Regions from separate parts of the Rattus norvegicus genome. Here region 1 is linked to region 2. The links are chromatin contacts, called in public Hi-C maps. All regions are on one chromosome and are shown on one strand. The core of a region is the stretch at or near the end of the contact, and the rest is flanking DNA. Distances in the headings are between cores, read along the strand shown. Region 1 overlaps Grb10 (growth factor receptor bound protein 10). Region 2 overlaps Ddc (dopa decarboxylase).

Region 1 (2,810 bases), core at 164-2,663, 140 kb before region 2:
GAGAAGGAGAAGGAGAAGGAGAAGGAGAAGGAGAAGGAGAAGGAGAAGGAGAAGGAGAAGGAGAAGGAGAAGGAGAAGGAGAAGGAGAAGAAGAAGAAGAAGAAGAAGAAGAAGAAGAAGAAGAAGAAGAAGAAGAAGAAGAAGAAGAAGAAGAAGAAGAAGAAGAAGAAGAAGAAGAAGAAGAAGAAGAAGAAAAAGCCTCTGCGTCTGCTAGAAACCAGAAATCATTGTCCTGGGAAAATTGATTTGCGAATTCTTACTTGATGGTTCGGCTTTAAATTTCATTAGAAAATGGGAACGTCGCCAGCTAGTGAACGTTTTACCTGATTAGCTTCTGTCCTAGTTAGTTTCAGCTGTCAACTTGACACAGCCCAGAGTCATCTGAAGGGAGGCTCAGTTCAGAGATTGCCCAGATCAGATTGGCCTGTGGCCATGTCTGTGAGAGATTGTCCTAACTGGTGATTGATGTCGAAGGGCCTGGCCCATGCCTGGGCAGCCCCATCCAGAGGCAAATGGGTCTGAACTATAAGGAAAGCTGGCTGAGTGAATGTTCCTCCATTGTTCCTGTACTGAACTCTTGCCTGACTTCCCACAGTGATAGGCTGGGACCTGGAGTTAGTTATAAGTCAAGTAGCCCTTTCCCCACCAAGTTGCTTTTGGTCAGTGTTCTATTTTCAGCATCAGAAAACAGGCTCGCATCCCTTTTGCAGTGGCTGGGCTTGCCATCTTGCTTGCCCTCAAAGAGCACTCTTCCCTGTGTTAGCATTAGAACCCACAATTCACCTTGGGGTGTGGGGGTGGGGAGGCAGCTTGTTACACCCACAGCATGTGAATATCTGCTCTTTATAGACGCAGGCTAAGCATCTCTCATCCAAAAGTGGCATCTGAAATGCCTCAGACTCCAACATGAGGCCACAAATGGAACACTCCACTTTTGCTACTTCATTAAACTATTAACATATTAAAGTTATTGTTTTATTATATAAAAGAACCTTCAAGCTAAAGATTAGTCCTCTCTTGAAACTAAACTTTACATTTAGACTCAGTCTCCTCCCCAGGTAACCTCATTGTGCATATGCAAATAGTCCCCAGACTAAAGAAACTTAAAATTACACACATTTAAGGTAGGCCCTATGAGCAACTAAGAATGTGTTTTTTCCCACACTCCACACCTCTGGTGGCTCCTCCTGGTTTAGAACAGAGGTGAAAGCTTTTTGTCTTAGCTGAGGGTATCCCATACAGCTGGGAAGTGTTCAGCACCACTACCGAGCCTTAATTAGCCTCTCCACTCTAGAGGCAGGCATTAGGCTAAGTATAAAACTGCCTTGCTGGCTGAGACTCGCCCTTGTTCACATGTGCGCCTGTGCTGTGAGGTATCTTTTTTCCCAGCATGGCACCTCCCTCCTCTCTTATCCCTCCCCCCTCATCTATGTCTGGGTACTTGTCTCCCAGACATTCACCTCACCCTCTTAACCAGCCTGAGTGGAGTCAGAACAAACATAAGAATGAGGAGAATCCCTGGAGGGAAGCCAGCAGGGTATTTTGAGTGTGTTCAGCAGAGGGAATGGAGTAAACTCTCTCTCTCGTGGCCACGAGTGCCAAGTCTCCACACGTCTAGGAAAGAGAATACAGATGTTGACCTCATCTGGAGAGGTTAATAATTACATGTCTTCAGGTTCTCTAGACAACTACATGCAAATGACTACTTGTTTATCTTTCACCTTACCTCAAAGTAGTTTCCTTCTTGTAATTTCATACACAGACATGCTGTGCTCAGTCAAAGCGGTAGGTTCCTAACGGTTTTAGAGTCCTGGCATCTTGGATTCGTTTACATGAGCAGTGCATTCCTCGGCTTTTATCCCTGGGAGTGTTTCTGTTCACACCATCCCCACTTTCTCCACTGAGCCCTGGAAAGGAACCAGATCAGTGGCACCAATATCATAAATACTTGAAAGGGGAAGTGACAGTATTTCCTTTTTCATGTAACTCTGGAATATAAATATGAGTTCTGATCATTGAGTCACGACAAAACAGTGTTTTATCAATAATTGTGTTAGCCTGCCACCACTACAGCAAAGTAGACTTGAGGCACAAACCTCTAAAGATAAAAAGAAAGGTTATTTTGATTCAGTTATGGAGGGTCTGGTCCAAGATCACACGGCCCTCCTTGGTGTGGGGGTGCTGCTGTTAATCGAGGCACTGAGAGGAAGAACTCAATTCCACAATGTCTCCTTGAAGAGATTGCCCACAGTGACTGACCACCCAAAGCTTCCATTCTCTAAATTTCACCAGTCTAAGGACCAAGTCCTGGACACATGGACCTTTGGAGACACTCAGTTCAAACTGTAACAATAAGACAGTTGACACTTTCTCTTTGCTTTTGGTTTCTAAGTATATTCCTCAATATAAGGAATAAAGTTGTTTAATGAGTGGAGGAGAGGTATAATGAGGATGGAGGAAGAGCTTGAAGAACAGAGAAAGGGAGGAAGATGGGGTCAGGAAGCCTTGAGCATCTCCGGTGGTGCACAGGACAGTACTGGCATGGCAGGCCTGGTGACCGCGGGGTCTGAGCATGTCTTCAGTGGTGCCCTCCCCTGAACTAGGCTAGATATGTTCTACTGAACAGCCAGAGCTCTTCGGGGCTTTTCAGACCTCAGAAAAGTCCCAGAAGAGAAAGTCTACCCTCTACAGAGTAAGAGACCTGATGGGGTACAGCTCTGTCCAAGTGGGGTCCATGAATTAGACAGTCATGTGGTTTGATGGGACTAGCCCCTGGCCTGGTTCTGTTAGATTCCTACGAGTAGCCTTTC
Region 2 (2,802 bases), core at 239-2,738:
TTTATCTGAGTAACGTTCTAACGGTCTAAGGAAACTCAAAAGTGAATTCGGGTGTCTTTGTAAGCAAACACTACCATGCATTGCCTAAAAACAGGGATAAGCCCTGAAAAGTACGCCATGAGGCCCTTTCATAGACATGAGGACATCAGAATTTTCACATACAAGCCGACATAGACAGTTTCGTAGAAGGGACAGGCCTTTGGGGACAGAGGAATGGATGTGATAAGTTATTGTCCGCCAGGGAAACCAGTCAATTCAAACCAGGTTTGAATAAAGTCAGGTTTCTTGGGAAGCAGCTCTGGGGCGGGTTCACTGGTCCCAAGGAACGAGGCCAGGGAAGTCGCCATGAGGCGGGGAGACAGAGGGGAGGGGGAAGAGAAGGAGAGAAAGAGCATGCGCATGCATGCAGGGGAGAGAGAGAATGCAGAGGGGGGGAGGGGGGAGCAAGAGGCCAAAATGTCTGGATTACATAGGAAAGAGCTTCTGGGGGAGGGGAAGCCCAGCCCCTGGGCTGTAAAGTTCAGGCTGGAAAGAGAGCGAGGGCAGCCATGGTCTGCTGTTGTCTGAAACCGCGTTTCAATCCTAGTGTTGGAATCAGGCTGTAGTTTGGGTCTTTATGATTAGGGCACTCACAAACTGGTCCTGTGTATCTTCTAAGACACTTTCATTAGAATATAGACTATCGGCTCCAGGAAGTTAACTAAAGGCATTGTGTAAATCTAATGCTTTCCACATATGCATTCAATAGCGGTTTTGACTGAGCCATACTGATAGTGAGAGCTTAATGTTTTCTCCCCCGCTAACCACCGAACAAAATGAAACAAAACAAGCCAACAAACAAAACAGCAAACACAACAGAAACCCAAAGCTCCCAAACTAAGAAAGCCTTTGAGTTGACTGGGATAGATAACATCTAGTTCTTTTGTCTCAAGGAGCCTTCCTGGGCAGTATAGAACTTCTGTTCCAAGAAGCCATTCAGGTCACTATGATATGCATTAAACTACGTTGAGGAACCACCGATTGGTTCTAAGCCCTACTACCCTACTTTTTAAGTTTTTCAACAGCTGGGGAAGCTAAGGCCTGACTAGGAGCCAGGCCTTGTCTACCCATTTAGTGAGACGCAGAGGCCCAATGACTTCAGCTGAGTCCTTTCTAAGCCACAACATCATCTTGATGAGGCAAGCATGCCTGTGGTTTCCAGCCTGTGGTGGTGACAGCTTTCCCCTCAAGTCCCACTGCATTACCAGATGTGCAGCCAAAGGCAGGGGCCGAATGTCCCAGGCCCCCCTTCTATGACAGGACGCGGAAAAGCATTTGTTCGCAGAGTACCTGTCACATGCCGTGAACTGGCATCGGTCCAGATCACAAAACCGTCGTGAGGAAATGTACCCAAACATCACGCACTGTGAGAAGCTACTAGAAACCTAGAGTGTGTGTGTCGATTTCTAGAGAGTCCCTGATCCAATTGCAAAAGGGATAAGGAGGGTGAGTCAACTTGTGTGTAGTAGGAAAGAAACCCTGAGTGGTTTTATCAGTCAAAGGTGGCGATGACTCTCAGTTCGGGACAGCTCACTGTGATTAGCCTGTACCAGGTTAAAGACACACCACACCTCTCTCTGGAAAGACCCCAATCCAGCCTTCACAGGACACTATAGGAAAGGGCAAAGATGGTGTTCCTAGGCTTGAGCTCGGCGAAGATCGTTTTAGTCCTGAATCTTTGGTGCCCCCTGGTGGGATGAGTTGGGAAAATTGCTGCTTCTGTGGCATTTATGCAGGACGGAGCGAGCTTTGTGTGTGTGCTTCAGCTCCTCAAAGAGGGCCTTGTGGAAGCTAAGGCGGGTGCCAGGAGGTTCCAATTAGCTAAGTGTGCCCTTGGACAGTGATCGAATGTCCATAGGTGGTTTTAATCAGTTTTTAAATTCTTTAAACATCTAGAGATTAAATAAGTTGGTGCATTCGGTGTGATCACGTAGCTTTTTTTTTTTTTTAAATTATTTAATTATTTTGGAGATAGGGGTCTTAGTATGTTGGCCTATGGGGCTTATATTTAGCATGTGGACCAGGTTTGGCCTCAGACTCACAGGGTCTTCCAGGTGCTGTGATCGCAGGCACGCACCATCACAACCAGAGGGAGGGGTGCACAGTTCTCGAATGTGGCGGGTAAGGGCGATTCCTTCCTATAAATTGGAATCAGGCTGGAACCACTGCTCCACTTCCTGCAGAAGCGATACCCCAGTGTCCACATCAGATACAACTGATGTGACTCTCAGCTGAGCCCAGGTATGATTAAGGGCCTCTCTATGACACTTGCTCTCATTGGGTTCTTTCCTATCTACAAATTAGTAAGGCTCTGTTACAATGTTTTTAAACTATCACGAGGAGGTCAAGGTAGCTTTCCTTTCTTTTAGAATCGTTCAACTGCTTCTTTATAATGTCTATTATAAAATTATCAAGGAGAGGGGGGTTAAAACATAGATCCACGATGGAAGAAAATGAGGAGGTTTTTTTTGTTTTTGTTTTCGGAGGAAACTCGAATCCTTGTGGTATAGGGCAGATGAGTTTCTTCTCAACCTGTGTGGGAGGTGCTGGTGAGGATGTAGGGCTCAGCACTTGTGAATAACTAATGGGTGTACAGTCCTACAAGGTACTGGGTGGCCAGGGTTAGGCTTAAGTCACGATGAGAAAGACAGCAACTCTCTCTTCCCTTTTTCCAGCACGTGAAGCTGTCTCATGAGTTTGAGTCCCTGGTACGCCAGGACCCTCGCTTTGAAATTTGCACGGAAGTCATCCTCGGGTTGGTCT

What was found. Hi-C and Micro-C count contacts between places; a contact is called where the count stands out from the background.
Region 1: a contact with region 2 is called in a Hi-C map of the A7r5 cell line, with 4 times the contacts expected there. The contact joins two enhancer-like sites. A contact is called at or near these places in 4 of 12 Hi-C or Micro-C datasets (the A7r5 cell line, kidney and psoas muscle).

The regions. Positions count from the first base shown.
Region 1 is chr14:90,736,109-90,738,918 of GRCr8, reverse strand. All of the region lies in intron 4 of Grb10 (growth factor receptor bound protein 10), which reads left to right. Among named protein-coding and RNA genes, the nearest start is that of Ddc, 55 kb to the right of the region's middle. Within about 2 kb of position 1,413, at least 7 of the 93 cell types and tissues checked have an H3K27ac peak or open chromatin away from gene starts, as enhancers often do. A contact at or near this core is called in the A7r5 cell line, where this site is marked.
Region 2 is chr14:90,600,782-90,603,583 of GRCr8, reverse strand. Ddc (dopa decarboxylase) reads left to right here. Exons shown (of 15, transcript NM_012545.4): 13 at 2,715-2,802. Among named protein-coding and RNA genes, the nearest start is that of Fignl1, 11 kb to the right of the region's middle. Within about 2 kb of position 1,488, at least 11 of the 93 cell types and tissues checked have an H3K27ac peak or open chromatin away from gene starts, as enhancers often do. A contact at or near this core is called in the A7r5 cell line, where this site is marked.